Regions from separate parts of the Mus musculus genome. Here all the other regions are linked to region 1. A link is a contact called in public Hi-C and promoter capture Hi-C data. All regions are on one chromosome and are shown on one strand. Each heading gives the region's core, a stretch centred on a gene start, on an enhancer-like site or on the middle of the called end of the contact. The rest is flanking DNA. Distances are from core to core; before and after follow the strand shown. Region 1 holds the start of Morf4l1 (mortality factor 4 like 1). Region 2 holds the start of Gk5 (glycerol kinase 5 (putative)). Region 3 holds the start of Pls1 (plastin 1 (I-isoform)). Region 4 holds the start of U2surp (U2 snRNP-associated SURP domain containing).

Region 1 (3,679 bases), core at 464-2,963:
TTTTTTTTTCTTCTTGTACTTAACAGGACTTTATTGGTTCAACAATGAACAGCAAAGGAAACATTAACTATCACTCTGGGGGCGACATCATGGAGACATCAAAGTTACCCGTGGAAAAGTACCTCTTTCATATTTATCTCCCTCTACCCACCCTGGACATCCAATTGAACGCTGTCCTGATTTTTTCTTTTTTTTCTTTTTGGTTTTTCGAGACAGGGTTTCTCTGTGTAGTCCTGGCTGTCCTGGAACTCACTCTGTAGACCAGGCTGGCCTCAAACTCAGAAATCTGCCTGCCTCTCAAGTGATGGGATTAAAGGCATGTGCCACCACTGCCTGGCTGCTGTCCTGATTTTGAATCAATGATGAAAATGTTCACTCTTATACCTAGCTTCTTCTGCACAACATACTTCTGTTGATTTAAAATCAGAGAGTGGAAATAACATGTGTGGCAAGGATGTGGGAAAACAGGTATCCTCAACTTGCTGGTTGAAATGTAACCTGAGAAAACTTTTCACAAAGTAGTTTAAAGTACATCAGAACCAGGTTTGGTGGTGCATACCTCTAAATCCAGCACTTGGGAGGCAGAGGCAGGTAAATGTTTGAGTTTTGGCTAGCCTGGTCTACAGAGCTAGTTCCAGGACAGCCAGGGCTACACAGAGAAACTTGGTCTCAAAAAAAAAAAAAAAAAAAAAAATAACTGAAAAAAAAATAGAGACAGAGTTTCAGGAGCTAGACACTGTGAGTTCATGGTCCTCTCAGTCTATATAGCCAGTTCCAGGCAAGCCAGGGTTAAATATATTTAGTAAGACTCTGTTGAAAAGAGAAAAGGCTTTGACATAAAGGTTTGCCTAGGATAATTAGGTAGCTACAAAGTGTGGAAGGGCTTCAAATATCAGGGTGACTGTTTTCTGACTTATCTCCCTAATTAACAGCTCTGATCCTTTGTGTGCAATTCATGTAATTTAGTGGGTACAGGGGTACAGTGTTATTTCACAGCAGAGTACATTAAGGAGTTTTTGAACATAGGAACAATGTGAAGAGAGGTTTTGTTGTTGTTGTGGGTTGGGTTTTTTTTTTTTTGAGTATACATCCAATACTACCCCAAAGAAATAAGATGGCAAAAGATGGTACAAAGGGGTTAAGTATGGAACCTTGACTTTGACAGCAATCCAGGTTTGCCCCCTTTAGTGAGACTAAGTACTTCAAGAGTCAGAAGCTGCAATCTACAAATAGTCATGGGAACCGGACCCCCACCCCCTCCCAACCCCCAACTCCCTCAAACAGGGCATGGCTTTCTAGACACCGAAGCTTCTGGAGAGGATCACCTTCTCACTCGCATCTAGCTTCATTTCTGGCTTCCAGCGCTCTCCTAGGCCAAGTCCTGGTGATGCCGTGGAACTCAGGCTGCAGAGACAGTCCTGTCCTCAGGCCACTTCAACACCCCACCACATTTACCTGGCTTCATTTCCTATCTAAGCATCTGCCCCCCTTGAGTTTTTCCCATCCTTTCGTCACTAGCTAGTGATTTACTTATTCCTTCCTCTTTGTCACCTACAGAAAATAAAAATCTGGGTTTTAACAAGCCTCTGGGGTCTGGATACTTAGAGGGCTGGGGTTGGGGACAGGGGCGGTGGTGGATCGCGGGCGTGGGGGGGGGGCAATTGTCTCCCACTCCCCTCCCCCACCCTGCTGGCGTCATCCGAGGTCGAACTACCAATCCCGGCATGCCTCTGGGCGGCACGGGCGCAGGCTTGTGTGCGTAGCGGTTAGCCGTTGGCTGAGGCGGCGGCTGCGCGGGTCGCGGTGCTGTGAGGTCAGGCGGCGCTGGCAAATCGCGCCCAGGATGTAGAGCTGGCTGTGGCCGACGGCGCGTCTGACGCTGAGTTGGGTGGGGTAGAGAGTAGGGGGCGGTAGTCGGGGGTGGTGGGAGAAGGAGGAGGCGGCGAATCACTTATAAATGGCGCCCAAGCAGGACCCTAAGCCGAAATTCCAGGAGGGTGAGTGTGCCGCTTTGGGGAGAGGCATCTAACGGTGCACGGGAGAGAGGCTGACTCAGGGCGCTGGAGGTTTGGGGGTCGGGGTCGGCGGGGCTTGCGGCCGGGGGAAACCGTGCAGGCCTTGCTTTGTAAGGGGGAAAGGCGCACTGCGGAGGGTAATCTCAGTGCGTCATCCGCGACAGTGCTCGGTGGCGCGAAAGCGAGCCCCCGGCCACGGCCAGGGCCGAGGGCATCTCCGTGCGTGTGGCAGAGCCTCGGCGCTTGTTTGTTTGTTTTTCCGAGAGCGGAGAAAGTCTATTGAAGGGAGGTGCCCGGCGGGCGGGTGAGCGATGGCGACGGCGACGGTTGGGAGGTGATGTGGCGTGGGGGAGGGGAGCAGCGGCAGCGCATCCTCCCCGCTTAGCTCTCGGCCGCGGGCCGCGCGGGCGACTGTGGGCCGAAGGTTCGAGGCTGTTGGACAAACGAGCGGCTCTGTCTCGGCGTTGTGTGGAGTTCTGCTGTTGGGAGGACAGGGGATGGGGGGTGGGCTGTGCGCCCCGCGGCGGGAGAACTGCGTTGTAAGATGGCCGCGGCAAGATGGCCGCGCCATCATGGCTGCCGGCGTCTCGCAGCTTACACGCAGCTTCGGGCCAGATGCAGCGCCCCCTGGCACGGCGATCACGCGCAGACCAGTTCCTCCTCTTGCCTCTGAGTGATGGGTGGGGACAGAAAAAAAAATAAAACTGGAGCCGCCCGAGCGAGTTCCTAGGCTTGCTGTTGCCTGAGGGCATCGTTTTGCTGTTTTTGGAGCTGTGCGCCAGGGCCCTTTAAGTACTCTGTGCTCTGCCGAGCGGTTCTCGTGGAAACAGTTTTTAGTTCCTCCTTAGGGCGTTTCCATCTTGAGATGCATGGCCTCTTTGTCATTTTTAAATACAGTAGTTGCTTGACTGGTTGTAGTAGTATTCGATTTTAATGGCGATTTGAAAGCTAACGCTTATTAGTTGGCTTTGACTGAGAACGTTGCTGATGAACGGTTACTGCTAATGGAAAGCAGTTACTCGGTTCTCACAACTCATCTGTCGAGGTGATTTACTGATATACTAAAGGAAATAAAACTATAAGCATAAAAAGGAACACTTTAAACTTGTTACTGCCAGATACGGCCGTCTGTGTTTATCATCATACATGCTGGGTCCAGGCGCTTGCGTAACTCCTGTTCTAGGATGTTTAACCAGTAAAGTGCCAGACTTTTAAAAGTCTCAAGTTCCAAATCGAAACGTTTTAATTAATCGATGTACAAGGACAGGCGGATCTCTGAGTTTGAGGCCATTCTGGTCTACTTAGAGCTTTTCAGGACATCCAGAACTATACAGAGAAACTCTTGTGTGTGTATGGGGAACGGGGTGTTGCTCTATACCCAGTGGAGGTTCAGGGAGTGTGGAGACCTGCGCAGGTGGATGGATCTCTGTTAGCTCATTGTCCAGTCAGCCCATGGGTGAGCTACAGCTAAAGTAATCGACCATCTCAAAAACTAGTGTGAAGAGTTAGCTACTATGGAAGACACTGAGCTGGCTGGTCCTCACTTGTAGATAGTGTAAGATGGTGTACACTGTAGTTTTGCCAACTCTGCGAAACAGTTGGTTTCCTTTGTAATTTGATGTTTTATGTAGCAGAGCATGCCAAGAGGCCCATAGATTTCTGAT
Region 2 (3,679 bases), core at 349-2,848, 6.0 Mb before region 1:
ATTTACTTCAGGGTAGGGAGCACACTTGTGCCAGTTTAAAGTGCCGAGGACAGAGGGCAACCTATGCTCTCCTTTCTCCCTGTCCATCTCAGGGATCCAAGCTTAGGAGGGAGGACTGGGAAGTCCTCTTTACCTGCTGAGCCATCTCCTTCCTGAACCAAACTCTCATTCCTTAATTAAAAAAAAAAAATTTAAAATGCACCGTTTCAGCAAAAGTACTTTGTGACTAGAATTGTAAGAAAAACTAAGAAGTATCGTTGTGTTTGTGATAAAGACTTGCAATACGACAAGAGCTCAGTATGTGCCTTAGACCTGTCCTTAAAGGTTGGGACAGGGATGGACTGAGTGGGTGGGCAGTGTTCCGACACAGCTGGCCAGAGAGAGAGCGAGCAGCGCAGTTGCTGCAACTCACCTCCTAGCTCAGATCCCTGAAGGGAACGTCTAGTCTATTTCCTCAAAGTAAATTCTTAAGGCAGTCACTACTTAACTTTTACCCTAGTCGATGTAGGATAGCACAGGGAAAAAAGGGGGGAGCCCAGTGCTGTAAGGAAGAAGTTAAATGGCTCTCATATCCCTTCGCTAATATTTTAAACATTAGAAAATGCTAGTATTTAAAGGAGTAAATAAGAACACTACACTCAATCAACTGCATTGACCACTGTATAGAAATTAGCGCTTTATTAAAATGGGGGTTGGCTGTTAACTAGTATCATCTGAGGTTTAAGGCTTTGCTAACAAAGACCAACCAATGCTTTGGCAGGCTTCTCAAGCCAGAAGATACTTTTTAATGAATTCTCAAAGATGGAAAGAAATAAGGATAACAAAGCTTTCAAAATGTGCTCAGTGTCTCCAATATCCATGGAAGTTAAATGTTAATGTGAGGACCTAGCACTTTTACGAACGCAACCAGTAAGGTGGCTTGGCGGTAAAAGTACTTCTGCCAAGCCTGAAGACCTGAGTTCAATCCTAGGGACCGGGCCAACATGGTGGAAGGAGAAAACCGATGCCCAAGAAAGTTGTCCTCTGACTCCTAAATGTGTGCCATATAGCACGCGAGCACACACAGATACACAAATAATAAATGCAACGAATTGTTTAAATAACACAACCGAAAAAAAAAAACCCACAGTTTTATATTCCATCAAAATCTGAAGAGCTAAAAGGCATAAAAGGTCGACGAGGAAGTGCAGAAAAACCACGCAAATCACTAACCACCTTCTGTCCACATATACACAATCTGCCCGCGCTGCCCCGAGAGTCACCTCGGTTCCACCCAGGTAAAGCTAGAGCGCTGAGTCCCGCGGGACAGGAAGCGAGAGACAGACACCGGGCCACGCCGGCCCGAGCCCCCCAGAGGTGCAGGAAGAGCTAGGGTGCAGTCAGATCCCGAGACCCTCCCGCCGCGCCTAGTCACCTTCTGCGCGCTGGAGCCTCGCACTCGCGCCGTCTGGTCATAGACGTGGCAGCGGATCACCGTGCTGCCCACGTCCAGCCCCAGCACGAAGCGGGAGGGCGGCGAGGCCGACGCGCTCAGTTCCTCTCGCTGCCGCTCTGCACGCTCCTGCTGCCCTGACATCGCGACCCCGAACACTGCAGTCGCCACGGGCCGGCCAGCGCGGAGCTATAAACGCCAGACCCCGGGCGGAGAGCTCGCGGCCCCGCCCCTCCTACACCGCGCCCTGTCCCGCCCCTCGACGAGTTAGGCTCCGCCCCTTCACAAGACCCCGCCCCGCCTCGTTCAGCCCCTTCGGGAAGCCTTGCTACCCCACGCTCCGCCCCTAGCACCGTGACGTCAGGGCAGCGCGCCGAGCAGCTCGTGGGAATTTGGCAAAGATGGCGTTTACCGCAGCGCTGTACTGGATGTCACCGTTCAGCGACCGTTACTTTGAAACTTTTTAGTTCCCTTCTAGCCCAGATTACTTTTTTACGAATATCTGTTAGGAAAAATCAAGTGAGATGAAAAAATTTTAAACTTTTTTTCATGTTCACTTAGTTTTTTGCCTGTATTTATGTGTGTGAGCCACATGTGCCTGATGCATGTAGAAGTCAGAAGAGGACCTCCGACGATTGCAAGCTTCCATGTAGGCAATGATAACCAAACCCCGGTCTTCAGCAAGAGCAACTAGTGCTCTTAACCAGTGAGCCATCTTTCCAGTCCGTGGGAAGACATTCAAAAGTATAGGAGGTTCCTCATGAAGTCTTCCCAGAAAAGCTTGCATGTATTACACAACGATGAATAGATGTCCAAGTTTTGTATGGCACTAAAGGGCCTTTGCCGCGACACAAAGTTTAAATTTCGTGAGAATGTTTTGTGGGTAGCTTATCAGCTTAAAGGAATATTTTCTTGTTTATATTACTCTGTTAGCCTACTTGCTTCCCAGAGATTTGCCAAGTTGGATTTGGGTTGTCACTTGAAGCTTGACTGTGAACACCATATTTATTTTTGTTTGTTTGTGGCTTCTCTTAATAGTCTGTCTCTACACAGCAATGCCTATTTGCACCATCTGGCACAGGTCTGCCCTATATCGTTGGTGACCAATTGGTCATGCATGAATGTGTGTGTGTGTGAGAGAGAGAGAAAGAGAGAGAGAGAGAGACTTTCCAGCGTTGTATGCATGACTAATAGTCCTATGCTGTCCGATTCTCTTGAGAAACTGAAACTGTACAAATACCAGAGGGAAGGCAGAGCCAGAACCTGAGAGCCACAACTGAAGTTTGACCTTGTTCCTCAAGGCAATCTCTTACTAGGACCAAAGGCTCCCTAGGATTCTATATGCTCTTGTCGTGAATAGGCACCAAACTCTGGTCCTCATGTTTGACTGGCAAGCACATTACCTACGGAGCTATCTCTCCCAGTTCCTGAGGGAAAGAAACTTTAAAGAATTGGTTGTAGGTCCAGGCAAGCTTAGAAACTTGTAGGGCCTGCTGGCAGCCTGGAAAAGAAGGCACACTTCCATGCTTACAGTTTTGATTTCCTCCTTCCCGAAGCTTGCCTTTGCCCTTTTCCAAAGCTTGCCTGGTGTTCAACTAATCGGGGGAAGCTCAGTCATGTGTGTGTGTGTGTGTGTGTGTGTGTGTGTGTGTGTGTGATATCTTTACTGGGGATACAGATTTAAATGTCAATCACATCTAAACTACACCTCCCACAGCAATGTACAAGTAACCTAGTCAAGCTTATTCATACAGTTAGCCATTAGTTTCCCTGCTTACAACTAAGAAAAGTTCAGTGTAGGCAGTGTTAACAGTTGGTGTACTTCTCACAGAGGTATTTCTTGGGGGTTTTATACTCTGCGACTTTGTGATCATTTTCGTAAGGTCAAACATCAGCAGTTTCTAAAGTGTGAAAGAGCAGATCTTAAAAAATACTTAGTCTAGAGTTTTTAAAAAGTTTCTCATTTTTGTTTTATTTCTCTTGAGACAGAGTCTGAGTGTACCAGAGGCTGGCCTAGAACTCAAGCCACTCCTCCTGACTTCGCCTCACATTGGAATTATAGCAATGCGCCAACAGGTCAAGCACAGTTTTCCAATTTCAAACAAATTTGAAACCTTGACAAATGCTGTCACCTGAAGAAAACTTGTTTTTTTGCTTGTTTGTTTGTTTTTTAGAATATCATTTATTCTTTGTTAACCTCATAAATACATACAATGTATCTTTTAAAACATTCTTAAGTGTATGAAT
Region 3 (3,679 bases), core at 708-3,207, 5.7 Mb before region 1:
ATGGACTTATCAGTCAATGTTTTCACTACATGTATAGAATATAAGTATGTTTGATTATCATTTCCAATTCTATTGGGCAATAATTTATAGAAAGTGAATTTTCCATGTTTAAAGTATCCACTTTAGCCTTGGTATTTTTTTTACACCCAGCAAATCATCATTATTATCAATAAAGAGAATGTCTCTATGACCCTGGAAGATTCTCATTGTCTTGTTGCAGTTCATTCGTTCGTTCTCCACCTCTGGCCCATGCAATTACTGACTTTGCTTTTGTTCTTATCAAGGTGTGACTTCACAGAAATGAAGCTTCACGCTATATATTTTCTCTCTGCTTTCTCCAGTTCAGCATAATGATTTTGAGATTTATCTATTGTAGGGAGCAAATGAAGTCCTGAGTGAGTGGGCTTCACCATGTCAGGTACCCCAGTGCGTCAGCCCTGTGGAGATGGCAAAGCCTTCCCTGGGTCTGGAAAGGCTCAGAGGGATGGCCAAGCCTTCCTCTGGACCATTTACAGGCATTGGTCGTGTGGGCTGAAAAGGTCACCATTGCTGCCCATGGACTGCTTTCCTACAGAGACTGCCCCACCGCTCTCCCACTGAGTCTCCCTACACCTGCCTCCTTGTTCAGCTACACGCAATAACCCCACCTCCCCATTCAACTGTACATAATAAACTACACATAAACCATCTCCAGGACCCTGTGGCTTCTCAACCTTGGAGCCCAGACCACCCAATCTCAGCTTTTTTTCCCTGTCCATTTCTCTCTGTGTGTTTTCTTTTTCTTCCTTCACTCCTGGTATAGGAGGATGTGGCAATCTATAGTGAAGCATTTAGATCGGTCATTCTCTTTTAGTACCAAGTAGTAGTCCATTGTGCTGATGTAGCACGTTTGCTTTTGACAGTCAATTCCTTCCAACTGTGGCTACAGAAAAAGAGAAGGAAGCTACTACATCAGTATTCAAGCCTCTATGTGATATGCTTTAGTTTATCTTGGACAAGAGCTAAGAATGAAATGGCTAAGTCATGTTGTACATACATGTTTAAGTAAATATTTTGAGAGAACACAATTCCTCTTGTACATCTGCACTCAGACAAAAACGTTATTTATTGGACTTTCTGGGTTATGGGATTTTCTAGGCACGGAGAAGTCCTTAGCTCACTCCTCTTTGGCCCAACCAATTCTTTTGGACTTTAAACAGTTTCAGTGTACTGAAGCCACATTCCTACCGGCCTGATTGCTACCTGTTCTGCATCAGTTCAGGACTACAGGGCCAAGGGTCACCTAGGACCTTAGGTCAAAGGACAGCAAAAGTACCCTGCACACCTGTGGATCATGCTACCAGAAAAGCACACAAGAGCCCTTGAAGCTGCGTTCCGTTGGCTTGACTCAGATGTTGTTGGAAAAAGGTCCTGCCTTTGTTTGAGTGTGGGCTTTGGTTATTTATTTTAAATAGGTGTGGCTGTTTAATAAAGAGGGAAGGATCATCTGAATTCCCCAGAAGGGAGAAGGATGAGAGAAATTGTTTTACTTTAATAATTATCTTACCTTGTGAGCTGTAGTTTTCAAAAGTGCTATGCATACTAGTGTTCTGAGAACACATTAGAAACATCCAGCATTCAGATAAAAGATGCGGATACTCTGGGTTTGAGAGCTGTTTGAACAAAAACCTGAGGCCCCCTTGTTTGAGAACCACCGTGCTAAAACTCATTTCAGGGGTGCAGACAGTTGTAATTAGGCTGAGTGAAGCGTGGGCAGCAGGGATGACGCCCCTGCAGCGCGGGTCCACTTCCCCATCTTCCATCCCCCAACCTCAACACAAACCTCTTTAGTTAGCTCCTGCAAGCCTCCTTTCACCTGACTGCAAAGATCTGGTGGCCTCTCCCCTGGGTGCAGCAACTAAAACCTGGCGAGTGGATTTCAAGCGTGCGGGTGGGGGTGCGGGACGAGCATGCGCAGTGGCGCGAGCGCAGGAGCAAGGAGGCGGGTGAGTGGCAGCCGCAGCGGAGCGGACCAGACCAGCGGGCGCGGGGATCCCGGGCAGGAGCTGCCGAACGGCCGCCGCAGGTACCGGGGGCTGGGTGCCTGAACGCACAAGCGGGCGTGGGTCAGGAGGGGGAGGCCGGGCAGGAAAGGCAAGCTTGGCTTAGCGGCGCTCGGCGAGGGCTCCGGGTTCCTCCGACACCTGCGGGCGCGCTCCTGCCCTGCGGCGGAGTCTTGCGCTCAGGTGTGAAGTCCTGTGTGTCGCTGCTTAAGCCCCAGCCCAGGAAGCACATCGTGATACCCTGCATCTAGGAAGGGAGGGTACTAAGTTTTCTGGTTTAAACTTTGCGTGGCTGTTGAAGAGGTTTTTCTGATCCGTTGGTGTGTCTCTTAAGTTGTGTTACTGTGTTCGCCTCTGGTGCACAGGCGAATGTAGGGACAGAATGAAATTGCATCCGTGTTTGCTGGACTTAAGTGCCTTTCCAGGAGCCCTGGGGCCTCTGGATGCAGTGCAAGAAATGTCAGTCTTAGGGGAAAGTGCCAAGAATTTTGTGCGATTCAGCAGGCTGCATTTTCGAGTATAAGCTTTAAAAATTAAAAAGAAAAAAATACCAAAACAAAATACAGAAACCCATTTTTAACATTATTACCCCCATCCCAGGCTTCAATGAGTAGTATTGAAAAGAAAAACTTTCCTAGTTATTTACATTGTGTGACTTATACAGACATGTATCCTACCTCAAAGCTGTTGTAGACTGTATGGGGCCAACACGGAATGAACATTTCTTTGTTGGAGGAATGTGGAATCATAACTAGAATTTCAGGATGAATACAGAGACCAATGTTTTGGCCCCACAAAGGTGAAGCAAGGGCATTTAATTCCACGCCCCACCTCTTGTAACCAACTCCTCTTTAAACTTAATTCATTAGTGAAATTCTATAGGAAAGTGTTAAATTTGTGATGCGAGAGGCACGTGACCGTAGTAAGTGTAGGAAACGGAAAATTGAAGTTGAGGAGGAAAAAACAAACTAGAAAAGAGATCACAGAAGACCCCCCCCCCTTCCCTTTATTTTCCTGCCGTGAGGGTTTTAATGGTCGAAATAATATACAGTTGGTCTGGTTTTGTTCCGAGGGACCTCTGAGGTCAGCCAGTTCAGCTGCTTCAGTTTACAAATGAGAAAGCTGAGACCAGGGAGGTTAGATGACTTGCTCTGCCCGCGCTCGCCCCTCAGGGCCAAGCAGGGCCTGGGAAGCTGGTTTTCTGATTTCAGGGATCTCTTTACTGTGCCTCTCTGATATTCTTCTTGTTGTAGATGATTGACCTTTCTTTCTCTTCCAGCCTCTCCCGCTCAGTCTGATGGAGGCAGGGAGTTAGTTCCTACCTTGCTCATCCCTCTATTCACAAAGCCACACACCTCTCAAGCCTCCCTGATGGGGATGCTGGTCTGGGAACCGAACCCTGTGCCCTTTCTCACACTGAATGCTTGCTTGTTTCCCTCCCGGGTGTGAGCTCATTGCTCAGGTGTAGCCTCTTCTTGGAAGTTCCCTTTGATAGCAGCAGCCATGTGTAGCTCTCTTCCTAACCCCAACCCCACAGTGCTTTATGACTTCTGTCCGTGCTGCCGTACTCCCCTTTGGATACAGCTTCCTGAATTATTGTTTAGAACACATCCCTATTTTTTGACTGTAGAGTTGTT
Region 4 (3,679 bases), core at 585-3,084, 5.4 Mb before region 1:
AATAAATTCTCTTACTATATAGAAAATACTCATAAGTTCTGTGACCCTAGAGAACCCTAAATACAAATATTTTAAATAAAGCTGTGATATGAATGCTGTAAAGTAGGTTTCACAATCTGTTCCGAATTTATTATTGGAACCCTGCTGTTTTTAATATATAAAAGCCTCCACAGTATTGTGACTTACAGAGACAGACATAAGGCTGTACAGTGTAAAACTTGGGAATAAGGAGATTGCAAAGTAACCCTGTATATAACTGACACTGAAGAAAGGAGCAGTAGGGGAGGGAACTGAAAGAAAGAATGAACTCTGAGAGTAGGAGTAGGCTCAGGAGACGGAGTCACAGAAGCAAGTACATTTACCATACAGAAGTTGAAGTTTATTTTTTGGTTGATGGGGGTATAGTGAAGGGGGTGGGGGAGCGACCAGGGAAGCATTAGTCTAGGAGGCTACATTGCTGAACTCTCTAAAAAGGTCAATAAGCAGGGCGGTAGTGGCACACGCCTTTAATCCCAGCACTTGGGAGGCAGAGGCAGGCAGATTTCTGAGTTCGAGGCCAGCCTGGTCTATAGAGTGAGTTCCAGGACAGCCAGGACTACACAGAGAAACCCTGTCTTGAAAAAACCAAAATAAATAAATAAATAAATATCAATAAAATCTGGTGGTAGGCGATGAGGTATAAATAAGCCAGGTACCAGAGATAGAAACCGTAGTAACAGGAAGCCAACGATCAGAAAGTAACGGTTGCTATGCATGAAAGTACAGTATAATACGGTTCTGTGCCCTCCAGCCCAAATGAATTTATTTCCATTCTCAGGTCCTGTCACACATCTCCAATTCTGAGCCTCTTCTCTAGGTCTGACCCTTATCTGTAACTGAAATCTAGGTGATGGCACACACGTTTTCTCCCAGCACTTGGGAGACAGATCTCCGAGTTTGAGGTCAGCCTGGTCTACAGCACAGGGACAGCCAGGGGTGGAATGCCGACAAACTGGAAAAACCCAAATCAAACCAAACTTACTCATTCCCCGCTTCCCTTCAATTAACAAAAAGCTTAGACATGGTGGCCCAAGACTAATTCCCAGGACCTGAGGCGGGAAAATCAGCAGTTCAAGGCTATCTTCTGCTACACAACTTTTGCGACTATGCTTCAAAGAAATAGGTGCGGGTAGCCAGAAGTCTCAGAGGGAAAAAGGCACTTGCTGAGCAAACCTGCCAACCTCATTTCGATCCCCAAATCCCACCAACTCCTTCAAACTGTCCTTTAACCTCCCCACAGTTGCTAGGGCGTGCCTGTACTGCACAGTAACAATAAACATGCTCGTTTTAGAACAGCGTCTATATTACGATCCATCCCTCCCCAACTCCATGCCCAGTCTATGCAGGTACCATGCTCCGACGTCCTAAACAGTTTTTATCCTATTTCCCTGTTTTTTCTCAACTCTGAAGTCACTGCTCACCATTTTTTAACGTGAGCAGATTGCAAATTTGCCTTGCCACCAAGGCCTGTGCCCCCTGGGGGATCGTGCGGCAAAGTGTCTCGACGAACTGCCTCATCAGCTGAGGTGAGACGCTCGGCTCACGTGGCTACTGCAGTTGCTTTAAAAGAGCAGCTTCCTTCCCCCCTCAGGAAGTAGAACCCGCTCGCATCTAACGCCGGTTGGCTCTGGGAGGAAAATGACTGAATTATCAGTTGGCCTTGAAAGTCGGGTCAAGGAGAGTCCCTAAATTCCGCAGGCGCGTGACGTGACTGGGCGCCGCAATTCACCGGAAGGCGAGCGGGGTGGGCGGGGCGCGTAAAAGCGCCTCGACGCGGAAGTCACGCGGCCCCGGCGCCGCGGAGGTCTCCGTCTCGGCGTTCGGCTATTCGGCCTGGCAGCCTTTCTGGCGCGCTCGGCTGCTATCTGTTCTCTCGGTGCTCGACTCACCCGCGCTGCTGCCTCCGCTGAAGGAGGAGCAAAGCTCAAGATGGCCGACAAAACGCCAGGCGGATCTCAGAAGGCCAGTTCAAAGGTAGTTTCTTAGAGATCTCCGTCAGTCAGGGGGGTCTCTCACCGTGGTCGAGGGCCTACAGAAGCCTCTGGCCTTCGAGGGTTTCCTGGGGCGAGGGGCTGAGGCCTGTTGGCCACAGTGGGCCTGGCACCGCTGCACCAAGGTGCGCAGGTTGAGAGGCCCGAGCGCGCGTCCGTCCCGACTGGGATTCAGCCCCACACCAGCGTGCCTGGTGGCGAGCGGGGCTGGTCACCTCGTTCGGCTTTGTGGGTCAGAGCAGTGGTTCCGAGGTGGTCCGGCGTCCTTGTATCACCCCTTGCTGCTCTCGGAGGCTGCGGGCTAGAGGCTGGGAGAGGCGGGAAGGTTCCCGGTCTTAGATGCCTGTTTCTTCCCCCCTCGTCCTCCCTTCTTTACTTTGGCTCTTACTCGTTCCTGGCCTTACACGGTTTCTCTCCTTGCCGTCCAGGAAATTAGGCTGGACGGGTTGCAAGGGTGTGCGAGAGACCCGCCAGTGGAGGGCCTGGGGTTGGGACGTGCGGAGGGAGCCGCTCTCTGAGCCTCAGGGTTAGAGCCACACTTCCCATGTGATTTTCCTCCCACTTCCCGGGAAGTGAAAAGTGAACAACATCCCTCTTGAGGGCCGCAGACTCAGGGTCTCAAGCAGTATGTGGGGTTTCCATTGGAAAGGGAAACTACGGTAGACGTGGAAATTGCCCAAATGCCCTTACATGTGAGTTTATAGGGAGCCCTGTGCATTGCTTGGGAAACCGTTGAACTGTAATTAAGCGTTAGTAAGGTTGGGTTAACAATTGGTGTTAGTTGCCATTTTGGCCAGCGTGTTTAATCCCATTTATTTACTTATCTATTTTGGATTATTTTGCTTGGAGATTCTCGTCCCCATCTCGGTATTAAAGATGCCTAAGTACTGCCATAAACCAGTGGCGAGGCTTGAGATGCAGAGATAAGGAGTTGGATAACATTTAAAGAGTCTCGGAACGTAAAGTGTATGATTATCTGTTTGCATTTGCTGTTTGGTTTGAGAAACAAACCAAACTTGCTCTCTTTCTAATAAGGCTGACGTTTATTTATTTGTTAATTTTTAAATTTTTGCCATTTTGCTGAATGATTGCCCCAGATTTACTTAGCAAGTAGTAAAGGTCTTACTAGACATTCTTCAGAACTATGGGAGGGCCCAGTTCTGGTTGTCCTTACACCAGACCTTTACTGTAAGTCAGCTTCCTTTTTCTCCAGTAGTTTTTCCCCTCCTTCCCTTTCTGGGGGAGCAGGTGAATGAAGGGGTACCTCATGATGCCACTCCTCCTTTCAGACCCGTGACCAGGACAGGTACCCACATCCATAGTTACAATTTGTTTTGATATTCTTCTCAAAGCATTTAGTATTTCCTGCATGAGGCCTGGGTAGATTGAAAGCTTTTCAAAGTATGTGTTCAGACTTTTTTCTAAGAGAATACTTCTCAGGACTCTGTGTAGTTTTTAAGTATTAAGTAGCTTGTTGGATTTTTTTTTTTTCATTCACACTTGTCAGTTTATAGTCCTTTAGATGTCACCAAAGGGTTCCTTACTCGTGTCTGAAAAGGGAATATTTATACTCAAGAGTTTTGCCAGGATTTTTCCATGTAATGGAAAGTGTTGTAATGGAATGGCGAGGTTATAGGTTTTGAAAACAA

The links. Promoter capture Hi-C pulls out the DNA fragments that hold promoters and counts their contacts. Hi-C and Micro-C count contacts between places; a contact is called where the count stands out from the background.
Region 2: a contact with region 1 is called in a promoter capture Hi-C map of pre-B cells, with 5 times the contacts expected there. The contact joins the promoter of Gk5 here to the promoter of Morf4l1 in region 1. A contact is called at or near these places in 3 of 39 promoter capture datasets (cranial neural crest, frontonasal cranial neural crest and pre-B cells).
Region 3: a promoter capture Hi-C map of cranial neural crest shows a contact between it and region 1. The contact joins the promoter of Pls1 here to the promoter of Morf4l1 in region 1. A contact is called at or near these places in 1 of 39 promoter capture datasets (cranial neural crest) and 1 of 484 Hi-C or Micro-C datasets (CD4 T cells).
Region 4: a contact with region 1 is called in a Hi-C map of B cells, with 6 read pairs. The contact joins the promoter of U2surp here to the promoter of Morf4l1 in region 1. A contact is called at or near these places in 3 of 39 promoter capture datasets (the C10 cell line, cranial neural crest and pre-B cells) and 2 of 484 Hi-C or Micro-C datasets (B cells and CD4 T cells).

Annotation. Positions count from the first base shown.
Region 1 is chr9:90,112,854-90,116,532 of GRCm38.p6, reverse strand. Morf4l1 (mortality factor 4 like 1) reads left to right here and starts at 1,713. Exons shown (of 12, transcript NM_024431.3): 1 at 1,713-1,997. The coding sequence starts at 1,958.
Region 2 is chr9:96,117,348-96,121,026 of GRCm38.p6, reverse strand. It overlaps Gk5 (glycerol kinase 5 (putative)), which reads right to left and starts at 1,598. Exons shown (of 16, transcript NM_001368879.1): 1 at 1,415-1,598. The coding sequence starts at 1,576.
Region 3 is chr9:95,843,557-95,847,235 of GRCm38.p6, reverse strand. Pls1 (plastin 1 (I-isoform)) reads left to right here and starts at 1,957. Exons shown (of 16, transcript NM_001033210.3): 1 at 1,957-2,065.
Region 4 is chr9:95,510,151-95,513,829 of GRCm38.p6, reverse strand. U2surp (U2 snRNP-associated SURP domain containing) reads left to right here and starts at 1,834. Exons shown (of 28, transcript NM_001357974.1): 1 at 1,834-2,013. The coding sequence starts at 1,969.